Regions from separate parts of the Rattus norvegicus genome. Here region 2 is linked to region 1. Evidence: chromatin contacts called from public Hi-C data. All regions are on one chromosome and are shown on one strand. Each heading gives the region's core, a stretch centred on a gene start, on an enhancer-like site or on the middle of the called end of the contact. The rest is flanking DNA. Distances are from core to core; before and after follow the strand shown.

Region 1 (6,252 bases), core at 1,910-4,409:
AGCTAAACAATTTAGCATTTGCTTTGAAGATAAAAAAGGGTAGAGATGCCGATGGCTGGGAAGGATTCCATTATGGAGTACCTGGGAATCGTTCAGCTAGTACTTTGGCCTACGGTTCCTCTAGAGTACCTTTTAGGGAGCAGCCCCTGTCTATTTTGACTTCCTAAGGTACTCCAACTACAGCTTTCTGCTCAATAATTATTTCAGTGGATGCTAAAATAATTGAGGGAGAGAAAAGGAAAGACAAGACTAGGACAAAACAACCTGGTAGGGCGTGCAGTAAGGATTATTGAGATGATCTGGAGCCTTGGAAGAAGAGACTTATTGTGGTCATTGATGATTAAAATGAATGTGGATCTTGAGGGCATTGCCTTCTGTGAGGTAGCTGGTGAGTCAGGGCCACTACTTGGAAGGACTATAGGCATCAGATCCATCGTATACTTTGATATGGCAGGACCAGAATGAAACAAGTCTTTTAGTCTCTTTTAATATCTCTCTCTGTGTCTCTGTCTCTCTGTCTTTGTCTCTCTCTGTCTTTGTCTCTCTCTGTCTTTGTCTCTCTCTGTCTCTCTCTGTCTCGCTGTCTCTCTCTTTATCTTTCTGTTTCTTTTTGTCACTTTCTATTTCTATATCTCTCCATCTCTTTCTCTGTGTCTCTGTCTCTGTCTCTCTGTCTCTCTCTTTCTCTATCTTTCTCTGTTTCTCTCTTTTTGTCACTTTCTATTTCTATATCTCTCCATCTCTTTCTCTGTGTCTCTGTCTCTGTGTCTCTGTCTCTGTCTCTCTGTCTCTCTGTCTCTCTCTCTCTCTCTGTGTGTGTGTGTGTGTGTGTGTGTGTGTGTGTGTGTGAAGTTGCTCCAAGAACAAGACAAGCCCTCCAAAGATAACAGAAATCCTAGCTCCTTGTGATAGTTCCAAGAATATAACTGGTTTTCCATCTTACCTATTGATAATCTACCATCTGTCTGTTAGTCTATGGATATATATTCAGGTGGCATTTGGGATTCATAACAGACTTCTATACATATCAGGTAAAAGATCTAGCACTGGGATGCACCCTTAGCTTTTCAGATATATTTTTAGTAGTGTTTTGGTTGAGTTTATAAACATCGGCCCGCAGTGACTTGGTGTACTGGCTGGTTTATGTGTCACCTGACACAATCTAGAGTCATCAGATGGGAGCCCCTGTTGAGGAAATGCCTTCACGAGATCCAGCTGTAAGGCATTTTTTTCAATTAGTAATCAATGGGGGTGGGTCCTAGCCCATTATGAATGGTGACATCCCTGGGCTACTGGTCTTGGGTTCTATAAGAAAGTAGGCTGAGCAAGCCTTGAGTAAGCAAGCCAGTAAGCAGTTCTCCTTCAAAGCCTCTGTCTGCATCAGCTCCTGCCTCCAGGCTCCTGTTCCCAATCCTGACTTCCTCCAATGATGGATTATGATCTGGACAGTCAACCCAAATAAACCTTCTTCTTCCCAATTTGCGTTTTGGTCATGGTGTTTCACTGTAGCAATAGAACCTGAGAACTAAGTGCATAGAGAAAAAAGGCTGAAAGTCATATTTCTCTTCTCTTCTTCCTCTTCCTCTTCCTCTTCCTCCTCCTCCTCCTCCTCCTCCTCCTCCTCCTCCTCTTCTTCTTCTTCTTCTTCTTCTTCTTCCTCCTCCTCCTCCTCTTCCTCCTCCTCCTCCTCCTCCCTTTCTTCTTCTTCTTCTTCTTCTTCTTCTTCTTCTTCTTCTTCTTCTTCTTCTTCTTCTTCTTCTTCTTCTTCTTCTTCTTCCTCTCTCTCTCTCTCTCTCTCTCTCTCTCTCTCTCTCTCTCTCTCTCTCTCTCTCGGTGTGTATATACCCTAGTGTACCAAGGTGTAGGTTTGTAGGTCAGGGGACAACTGGGGGAGTCAGGTCTGTCCTTTTACCATGTGGAGTTTGGGGATGAAACTCTGGCCATTAGGCTTGTTGGCAATTGTCTTGACTGTCTAAAACCATTTTACTGGAGCCTCTTCTTTATACTGTCTCTTCTTTTTCCAAAATCGGCCTTTATGGCAATATTTATTAGAATAAAATTCACTCGTTTTATGTGTCCAGTCTTACAAGGTTTAACAAATATAAGTATACAGATACGAAACCTTTCTGTCATTCTCAAATGTTTCCTTTTATGCCAATGTTTCTCATCACTGGCCACAGGTACCTCCTTGATCTACTTTCTGTCACCACAGAACACGTGGACTATTCTACAGACCGTGCAGAGGGCATCTTGTTGCACGCTCTTGGTCGGCTCATTTCACTAAGCCTAAACTTTGTGTGCTCGAGGATTATGTTTTGGAGTGTCTGTCCTTTATTATCATGGAATAGTAATCTAGTTTGGGGAACATATATATGTACTAAAGTTTGTTTCTCTAGTCACCTGTTGTTTGACATTTACGATTTTCAGTTGCCTTTAACATGCTGGACAGGTCTATGTATGTTTTCCTTTGTGTGGACCAAAAAACTCAGGAGTAGAATTTCTGGAGCGTGTGAGTTTTAACTTTATTAGAGATTATTTTCTAAGGTAGATTTAGCACTTTATACCCCACCCTCCACCCCTGTCATGAATGAAGATTCTAGTTGCTCCACAACCTCTCAAACACTTGACAGTATCAACCTTGTGAAGTCAAGACAGACATCCCTACACCTACGATTGATTCTATAGGGCTCCCACCCTGCCCAGACCCCAAGCCCACTCCTTTCATCTTCCTGGGGGAATAAAAGCTTTGCCCTCCTCCCCTGAACTTTTTATTTCCTAAATACTGTTTGTGGGCCGTCCAGATTAGAATCTGTCAACTTTCTGGCCCGGCAAGGTTTCTCTGGAGTTCCTGATCTAAACCTCTCAAGTGCTTCTCTATAAAAATGAGAACCCTCTCTGAAAAGGCCGGAGAGCCCCGGAGACAAAGAAAGCCTAGGGCTTTCTCCCCATTCCTCCTTAACTTCCTTCTTTATATACAGGTTAGAATCTGATTAACAACCAACCAAATCGGCATCCAGGTTCCCAGAAAGCCCCCAAACCCTGGCGTTGGCTAAGGGCACCGGGCATGCTCAGAGGATGTGCGGCGCAGGCGTCGGCTGCAGTGGGGCCCGGGAGCCGGGAGGTGCCGCTGCGTTCCCGCTTGCTGTCGCTGACCCAGCGCGCAAAGTTGGGCAGGGAGCTGGGGGAGGAGGACCGCGAGCGAGGGTGGCGGAGCAGGGGCGGGAGGAGCGGAGGGAGGAGGGGACCGGAGCGTGTCACTCGCGCGCTCCCTCTGTGCACAGAGGATGTGCTGAATGGTGCGCTTCCAGGCGGCGGCCGAGCAGGATCAGGCGGCGGGCGGCTCGCACTGCCGGGCTCTGCTCCTTCTTGTCTCCCGAGGCTCTACAATCACCGCGGGCTCCAGACCCTGCGTCCCGCCCGGGGCATGGCAGGCTGCTGTGCCTTCGCGTGTAGTCCCGCTTACTAAGCGGCGCGGGCCAGAGGTGCGGAGGCCAAGAGGCCGGGAGGTCGGCGGGCAGCGGAGGCAAGAGCCTGCTGAACCGAGAGCCAAGCCCGCTTGCGCCCGGAGCTCCGTGTCCCGTCTCCACTGCGCTCGCCCGGGCCGCCCGGAGCCCCGATGAGCCCAGATGGCTGGGGCTCAGCCCGGAGTGCACGCCTTGCAACTCAAGCCCGTGTGCGTGTCCGACAGCCTCAAGAAGGGCACCAAATTCGTCAAGTGGGATGATGTAAGTGAGGGGCGGCGCGGTGGGGTGCGGGCCGGGCACCCGAGGGCGGGCTGCGTGGGGGTGGGGCGAGGGGCGCGTTATGCAATGGGGCGCTGGAGCGGGCGCGGGCAGCCTGGGGCGCACAGGTTGCTAGCTGCCTGGGTAGGTGGCAGGTGGTGGTAGCTTTTCGCGCGCTCTCCTCCTCCTAGGGGGTTTAGAGTTGACGTCTTTGGTGGGTCTGACCAGCACCTCTGAGAGACTTAAGTCTTTGGGGCCAGTGGAGCCAGAGGGACAGGTTTTACCCAGTGACAGGTACTGAGAGTTTGGAAAGAGCATGAAGTTAGGGCCAGCTGGATAGCGCTGGAGAGAACTAGAAGCAACCCCCAAACACACCCACCCCCTCGGCTAGCTAGCTAAGGCGTCCAGTTACGCTGCTACCTACCATCCAGGTCCAAAACCTTGTAGTTACCGCTAACTCTTGAGCATTTTTAATGCTGGCCACGCAGCAGAGGACAGACACAGCGGTACAGCCGACAGGTGGTCGTTGATGCCAAACTTTAGCGCCTGGCTGTGGAGTGAGGGGCCTTGGGAAGGGCTGTGAGTGCACACAAGAGGTTGATTGGTGAGCAGATGAGGGGCTGTTAGGGCTGAGGAGCACAAAACGGGCTTGCAGACAGGGCCAGGTTTTCAGAAATGAGCTTGCTTAAGTCTTCACTTTGAAATAGACCTACAACTTCATCCTCTGGTGCACTTGCACCCTTTGCTATATAGGAGACATCCTGACCAGCTTCAGGACTTCCTATGACCTTTCCCTTCCCTTCACCCTAGATACCTTCAGAACACTTAAAGGCTTCTTACTGAAAATGCGCACACTACACTATCAATGTAGCTTCCTGGGTGTCATCCAATGGGTTTGACAAGAGCAACTTACCTGAAAAAACCCAAGCTGTCAGGACCTAAAGAAATTCCAACCCTAATGATTAACACATCTCCTATCCGGAGCAACTGTAGGAGAATGAACAGGTCCTCTAACCGAGATGATTTCCCACCTCCGTAAATTACAGCCTGTTATCCTCCCGGGTATTTTACTTTAATCTTCTTAAGCCAATTTCCAGTGTCTGAAAACAATTTAAATATTCCAGGTAGCGAATCCAATTACTTAGCTGAGTGCATCCGTGTCTATATTTTGTCCAGTTGGAATTGCAAACTGAACTTGCAGTACGAGCCACAGCCTCCTTGAAATCTCTTGCCAATTACCAAATGATGTAGGGAAGGATGCAAACACACCCTCTTTACCAAGGGCTTTGCACTTGTCCGCTTTCCCTCCCAGTCTAATTGAACCGGAGGCTGTTAGAAATGCAATAGAATCCAAACAATAACTCAGACACAAATGAATTGTTTTTGTCAAGAAAACAAAAGGAAAGTGCACTTCGGAAATACAATGTTCTAGTCCCTAGACATCCTTAGGTAAAAAGCAAATAAAAGGGTGGATCTGAGAAAGAGAAGAAAGGGGTAAAGTGGAGAGAAAGAGAGAGAAGAGGAGGGGAAAGACAGGGAGTGGATGGGGGAAGGGGAGGGAATTGGGGGACAGGGCAGAGTTCCAGAGTAAAATGAGGTTTGTTTTGGCCATAAGCTGGGAATTCTTTTTATTTAATGCTCTTTAAACTGTATTTTATTAATTCTCCATAAAGTCTGTTTTTTGAGAAAATAATTTCGAGAATGAAGGTTCTAGATATCCAGATAGGTGATTCGTGTTACATGTGTTTAAGTAGCAAACGTTCCAGGCTCACTTCATCAGTGCCTGTCTTGAACTCCATGTTGGGGGTGATGGAGAAAGTAGGTGAAATCTCTCCCATTATAGAGTGAACATCATCAAACACCAAGATCAAATGATGCTCCCAGAATGATGGAGAAGCCATCATAGTCAGCCGTAGGAGAAGGGAGAAGTAGGCAGAATAGCCCACTCAAAGCAGCAGTGAATTCCTGGGGAAGCTTGTGCTAAGTAGGCACATACTTGGGAGGGAGCCTAGAGGTCTTCTTAAAGAGAAAACAGACTACACCCAGAGGACAAATTAACTGGACTTTAGAGAAATATCCTGCAGGCACTTGGCTCTCTTGCTTTCTGTCATCTGTGCACTAGGAGGCAATAAGACATTCTTAGTATCCCTGTTGTAGTGCCTGGGCATCCCCTTCTCCAGTCCTCCTACTTTGAGTTTCCACTATTAGCACCAAGCCGGTTTGATCTGTTTGACTGTTTCTATCGCATCTTCGTGAGGCTTCGCTTTCAAGACAAAGAAAACTGAAGCTTGAATCAGAGGTCTGGGTTCTCTAGCTCAGCAGTGTGACTCTAGACAAATGAACATGTTGCACCTTTGTTGTCTCTTGTACAAAACTGGAAATACCAGACCCCCTATACATTCTGTGGGAATCCTGTAGGATCATGCAACCTTCCCTTTATTTCTCCCATCAGAAGCATCCAGAAGTCCTTTTAGTCCTGGGATTGCTGGCTCTGTCCTGTTTCTGATTCAGCTCTGGGCTAGGGCTAGAG
Region 2 (6,378 bases), core at 2,258-4,757, 150 kb after region 1:
GCTCTTTGTGTTCTTAAATGGCAAATGCCTGATAGCTATCACCCAGGTCTGTATTGTGTAACTAATGATTACTTAGTTAAAAGGATCAATGCTGAGTGTCCTTATCTATAAGTAATTGAGTTGGGTTATCTTCTAGGATAAACCGGACAGGTACCCAAGCTTGAAAACAAGAATCAAATGACAAAATGATCTTTAACAGTTCATACTAAGAAAATGCTGGGATGGAATACAGCAAAGTCTCCTTCCCAGTTATTTTTTTCTTCTTCAGAGAGGATGAGGGGAAAGGCTTTGGTTACATTCAGGGGCTTCACTGTCAATCTGGTTCAGTTTCAGATGCCACCTTGCCTTGGCTGGTGCATCTCTCTCCAGAGACATATGGTTATGATTGTGAAGTATCCACATAGACTGGACAAACATGGGAGATCATTAGAGTCGTCTAACTAGATGATGGGGTACTCAATAGCCAGGGTCCATTGGACTTTCTTGGCCTCACTGCAGCTCTTAGCTCTTCTCAGTGAATCAGTGATCCTTTGGGGATTAGGGACCTCTGGATTTAGGATAACCTATGGAATTCTCTATTAATAATATATTGCTTCTGTTGTATTATAGCAGTAAATTTGAAAATTATGGCAAAATTAATGAACTTTTTTCTATAGTTCAATGATGATATGTGACATAATCATTCAGGCCAAAAGAAGAACGTGTTTATCACCCTAGAAGTCTGTGAATACCTTTCCAGGTAGAACCACTCTACCCTATACACAACGACATTCATTTCTATTATCAGATTTAGTGTTGAACTTCATAATAACATTCAGAGGTGATTATTATCACACAAAGATAACTGGGGAATAAAAATATTCCTACAGCCACCTGACACAGAAACACACTTATTTTGTTATTTGAATAGATATGTATACATGTTTACAACTTCTAAAATTATATTTAGTGTAAATGTAAAATCACTGAATGTTACACTTGAATGTCTGTGTTGTAAATAAGCGGGGTTTTTTCTAGTTAGGGTCACAAATGAGACTTAGAAGCCCCAGGATGATCTAGTCCACAGAAGTGTCAAGTTCTCTTGGTTGAGAATTAAAGGAGGCCACAGGGTGAGTAGCAAGCTGGGTCCATAATCTTGTTGACAGCACTTTTCTTCAGCTTTTGATTCATAGCGCATCTGTTTCCCACCAGTTGCCCCGAGCCCAGCAGTGCTGCCCTGGTTTCCATGGTGCTGATTTGCATACGAAACTGGGACTTGGATTTTTATGTTTGCCTCACACGTTTCCAGTGCTAAGTGTTCTTCTAAGAAAGGGATTAGCGTGCTAGCCAGTTAAGGGAGTTTGCCAGAAATCAAGCACCCAGGGAATTATTCTTCAGGTTGCATTGTTGCCGCTGTGCCTGAGATGACAGCGGGTTGATGGCTTCTCTCAGGCTGGCAATAGGTCTTGAAGATAAAATGTTTCCTGTAGGTGTGTAGCACGTCATCTATCTTTTGTTCTTTCTTGCCTTCTTTTAAACTATATTTCAAATTTAAAATAATGTTTTGAAAGAAACGATGTACCTTATCCAGATTAGCAGGTTAATCAGCTTCAAGTATCAGAACAAAAGCTTAAAATTTGTGATTCTACATCTGCCCCAAGTAATCCTATGCAGCAACATGAGAGAGTGACTCTGATATTCACAGCCTTGGGTGTCTTTCTAAAACATGATGCTGAGGAAGTAAGCTTATACATCTTATATTTGCATGAATTTGGAAACAAGCAAAATTAATCTATGGTGTCAAAAGAAATCCTAGTTGCTTCAGGCCTGGGGTTGATTAAGAAGAGCATGGGGGCCCTCCAGGTCATTCAGATAATCCACATTTTAGTAGGGTTTCTATAATGTGAGTGCTTTTATCAAAATTCACAAATGTATACTAAAATATATACATTTTACCACATATAAACTTTACTTGTAAAAGTGAAATGCTTTGTTATGAAGTCAATTATTAAAATAAAAAAAAACCTGAAAGGGAAAAAAGCGAAAAGTGAACTGGCCTTACTTAGTCTTATGACAGCTTCATCATCAAAGATAGATATTTGGGTGGATGTATCTTATTCTATTACAGAGCATATTTTCAAGATTCTGGATCTCTCTGAGACCATGTCTGGTCTAGAGTGCACTGAGTTCATTTACAGGTTTATGCAATCAGTGGGAGGTTGATGGAGTTGGAAAGTTTGCCATTTGGATTTCACTGTGATCTACCTCCCTTTTTAGAAATGAGAGGAGAGGCATACTTGACTGTGTTTGACTGAGTGACATTTGATAAATCTTGTTTCTCAGTGTGAGGCTAGGCTTAATCTCTGTTAAATGCACACATCTCTTCTCAGATGATTGGAGAGGACCTCGGGTAAGAAGGAAATATTTCCATGAGTCTAGAGTCACAGTTTGCTCGAAATAGGACCCGTGTTTTCCTCAGTTGACACGCTTGGTTAGGGAGCTGAAGAGATCGTCTCTGATAGAGTCAAATCCACTAACTGGTGATCTAGGTGATGCCCTAAGCCTGTCATTGATCCATATTAAATACTTGGCAGAAACACATGATTACAGATGAGGGGTTCGATTTCTAAGAGTGGAGAAGACCCTAAATTTTGTGTCCCCGGGAGGAACATGAGTCACTGATCTCTACCCAACTGCCAGTTTGCTACTTAGCTAGAATCTTCTGTAGGGAAGGTACATTGAGTTGGAGGAGACCCTGGTTCTTTGAAGAATTTTGGAGTGTGTGAGAGGGTGCTTTGCCTCTCCTTCAGCAAGGCTTTTCTATAAAGCAGAAAGCAACAGCATTTACTTTCAAATCAGAGGATGCAACAGGAGAAAGTGGTATCGTTTATGTCTTCGTAAAATGTGCTATATAATAGCAGCCCCAAGTTATACCAACTAGCTCAGGGATGGATGGCTCACAGGATGTGCTGGGCTCCAGGGTGCTCTGCTGGATGGTCAGTATAGCTTCTGCTTCACTGCTTCCAATGCTCCTGCAGGTCTCTTGTGGCCCAGCCTAATGAGAAACTCTCAGAACTCATTTAGCCTAAGTACTGAAGAGTTACCATACCTCTGCTGATCATAGCATTCAACGGGAGAAAATTGTCCTTGAAATCACAAGGTCTAATTAGGCAAACTCAGGTTGTTGACAGGCTAAGAACACTTGTCAAGGCACTGGATTCCTTCTCCAAAGAGAGAGAAATTATTCCCTCTTCTTGGAGTCATTAAATATAAGCTCACCGTTCTCTCTCAGACTATAGTCTCTCATAAAAAAGGAGGAATTGTGGAATCCTCATTGTTGAAGGTCATGTTCAGCTTCTTCCACTCCCATTAGATTTCTTGTCTCCTAGTATTGCTTACCCTTTTTCCTGTGATTCTGGCCCAAGGCAGCTAGCTAAGCCAGCAAGAACACCAGGCAGGTAATAGGAGTCCGAATGTTTGCCTATGCTCTCTGAGCTGTTGGAGTGAAACACTGAGGGCGAAGGCTAACTGCAAGTGATGGAATTAAATATTTACCATGTTAAATGTGACTGCTCTGGGGTTTCAGGAAAAGCTAGCCATATTGCATGGAGTTTTTCCTCCTTGTTTTCCAGATGATATCCAGTCTTGAGTAAATTTGTCAACTCTCGGGGAGTTGAACACTATTCAGCAACATTAATTTCTTTGCCTAGTTCCAGTTATAAGCAATTATAATCTTGGCAGTTTCACCTGCCTAGAGTAAGAATTTGTGCACTTTGTTGATATCTGGCAGAACTAATACTCTCTTGCAAAGACTTACGTAGTGTTTTAATACTGCTAATTCACTTGAGCTACAGATGAGAGTTTGATGGACATGTCGCCAAAGGTTTATTACTCACTAGTCTAGATGGAAAAAAATATTTTAAAAAACCAAGAAATGTGTGGTTTGTGCTCCTTTTTTGCATGCCCTTATTAAGTTAGTTGGTTTTGTAAGGTGCTGGGTATTGATACACCAACTCCTCTGTAGAAACTGACCTAATAAGTTTTGACTCAGGGACTCAGGGACTCTGCCTTCTTCTAGAAGAACCTTTTCAACTCAGAGCTCCTAAGAGGTTTACAGGTACATTTTCAGTGACTGCATTAGAGCCTCACTTCTTTCTCTCACTTTCTCACTTCCCCACCCCCCAGCCTCCCTCCCTCTTTCTCTGTTCCCTTTGCTACCCTCTGCTTCCTAGCCCTCCTCTTTTTCTCTATTCCCCTCCCATTTCTTTCTTCTTTATGCTCCCCTTGCTTTATTTCCTTCCAGTTCCTTTAACTTATCCCACCTTTATCCCCTAACATGCCTGAGTACAGATCTCTGCCTCACAGTGAGTCTTCCCAAGGTTCATAAAAACTATAGCTGTCATTACATGAGGGTATCAAAGCTTGAGAGAAAGAAAAAATGAGGTTGAAAGCTGCTGACTCTTAGAACCGTGAAGGTAGAGTTTCTGTTTTCTTCCCTACAGTGGTCTTGTTGGGAGGATGAAGTCAGCTCAGTGTCCCCAGGCCCTGCTGGGGACATATGCACTCTCTTTTCCCTCCCCTTTTCTATGTCTTATGTTATATGATTTGTTTGTATGTTGTGTGTCATGATGCCTTTGCTTACTCTCTGTCTACACCCACTGCAACACACACACACACACACACACACACACACACACACACACACGAATATAAACCCAGGAGAAAAAGATCCTTGTCCTTGTTTATATTCAGTAATGTGTTTAAGTCTTAGTAAGTATTAAATAAATGAAGGAGTGAAGTCAAATGGCAAGCAGACACTGGGTAACTGTACTATGCAAGCCCTTTTAACAACTGGAGGGTTTCAAAGTAGCAGAATGTTGAGTGGATGGACTTGTAAGGGTTTAGAGAAAACGAATACACTGAAATGCTTTGAAACCAAAATTTTCATACTCGAGGCTGCTTCAGATTCTCTCAGAGAGCTTGTTAAACAAATTCTCTAGCCTCACTGTCAGAGTGTCTAATTTTGCAGGTTCTCTTATCCATTATTAGTTTTTGAAGCAGTTTCAAGGCTCCATGGTAGGTGATGCTGGGTGGCTCTTAACCATGCATACACAGGTGATCTCCTAGCAAGTGCTTGTTCCAAGTTAGTACTCAGGGGTCCAAGTGCATGCTGGGTAAATAGCCTCATTCCCAAAACACCATTCAGCCATGAAGCTGAGGAACTCACAGAGCTTTAGTGCTAGGAAATGAAAGCACAACCTCCAGGGCTTCTAGTCCCTGCTAGTGGAGAGACTTGATGTAGAAAGCTGAGCTCTCCACTCAGGCCAGCTTGTTAGAAAGGCTGTCAGTGTGGATGGGCCTGTGATCTCTTTTGGCATGTTCTTTTCCCAGTCGTAATTTGTCCATCTTGCTACAGTTTAATAAGGTTTTGTGATAATTTGTTCGTCATGAAAATGAAACATAAAATGTAGGCATTCTTCTTGTTAAAACTCAACCGTACAGTTATTTAATAGCCGGTCCACTGGTCCTTTTAGCTTAAAACATTCCTTGTTATTTCTTATTGTGGCCTCTCGGCACTTTCAGTGATGCTTTCTTTCCATTTAAATTCTGTTAGGAGCATTTTATCTTCTTTATGTCCTGCTTTGAAATTTATCAAGCAACCCGGTTTCCAAATGAGAAGACATAGACCAGTAATGAGCTTGGAATTCACAAACAAAATGGTAATGATAGTCAGAGTTTGCTTTCCTCCAGCCTTGTTTCCAAGTATATCCTAGTGTACAGGTAATTCTAAGAAGAAAGAAAGAAAGAAAGAAAGAAAGAAAGAAAGAAAGAAAGAAAGAAAGAAAGGAAGGAAGGAAGAAAGGAAGAAAGGAAGAAAGAGAGAGAGGGGAGGGAGGGAGGGAGGGAGGGAAAAAGGAAAGGAAAGGGAAGGGAAGGGAAGGGAAGGGAAGGGAAGGGAAGGGAAGGAAAGGAAAGGAAAGAACTGAGAAACCAAGAAAACATTTAAACACATTGAGTCCAATATGTATTGCTTAACTATCTTGAGAGTGGAGACTGCCCTGGAGTATAAGCAACCTCCCAGCCACACCATGAAAAGAAAGCAGCTCTACCTTTCCCAGGAGCTATCAAGTGCCAGTAGTTCTGGAGCTACTGATAGATTTTCGTGTCTGCTTCCCACCTTGCCTTTCAAGCTGGATTTGTGTGGTTTGAGCTTGTGCTGGACTTGTAGTTTGCTGTCACAGTCACTCTGATTTCCTATGGATAGATGACCTGTTGTGTCTGGAAAACACTGACTGTTTTAAAATTCCTTTAATACCTCTGACTCTTAGAATATTTCAACCCTGCCTTCCATGAAGATCCCCGAGTCTTGGGGGAAGGGTATGGTGGATATGTTCCATT

Evidence for each region. A called contact is a pair of places that touch in the nucleus more often than the background predicts.
Region 2: a contact with region 1 is called in a Hi-C map of kidney, with 4 times the contacts expected there. The contact joins the enhancer-like site here to the promoter of Plcb1 in region 1. A contact is called at or near these places in 7 of 12 Hi-C or Micro-C datasets (Schwann cells, frontal cortex, hepatocytes and 3 more).

What each region holds. Positions count from the first base shown.
Region 1 is chr3:142,509,606-142,515,857 of GRCr8, forward strand. Plcb1 (phospholipase C beta 1) reads left to right here and starts at 3,160. Exons shown (of 32, transcript NM_001077641.2): 1 at 3,160-3,725. The coding sequence starts at 3,627.
Region 2 is chr3:142,657,299-142,663,676 of GRCr8, forward strand. All of the region lies in intron 2 of Plcb1 (phospholipase C beta 1), which reads left to right. Among named protein-coding and RNA genes, the nearest start is that of Plcb1, 150 kb to the left of the region's middle. Within about 2 kb of position 3,508, at least 3 of the 93 cell types and tissues checked have an H3K27ac peak or open chromatin away from gene starts, as enhancers often do. A contact at or near this core is called in kidney and liver, where this site is marked.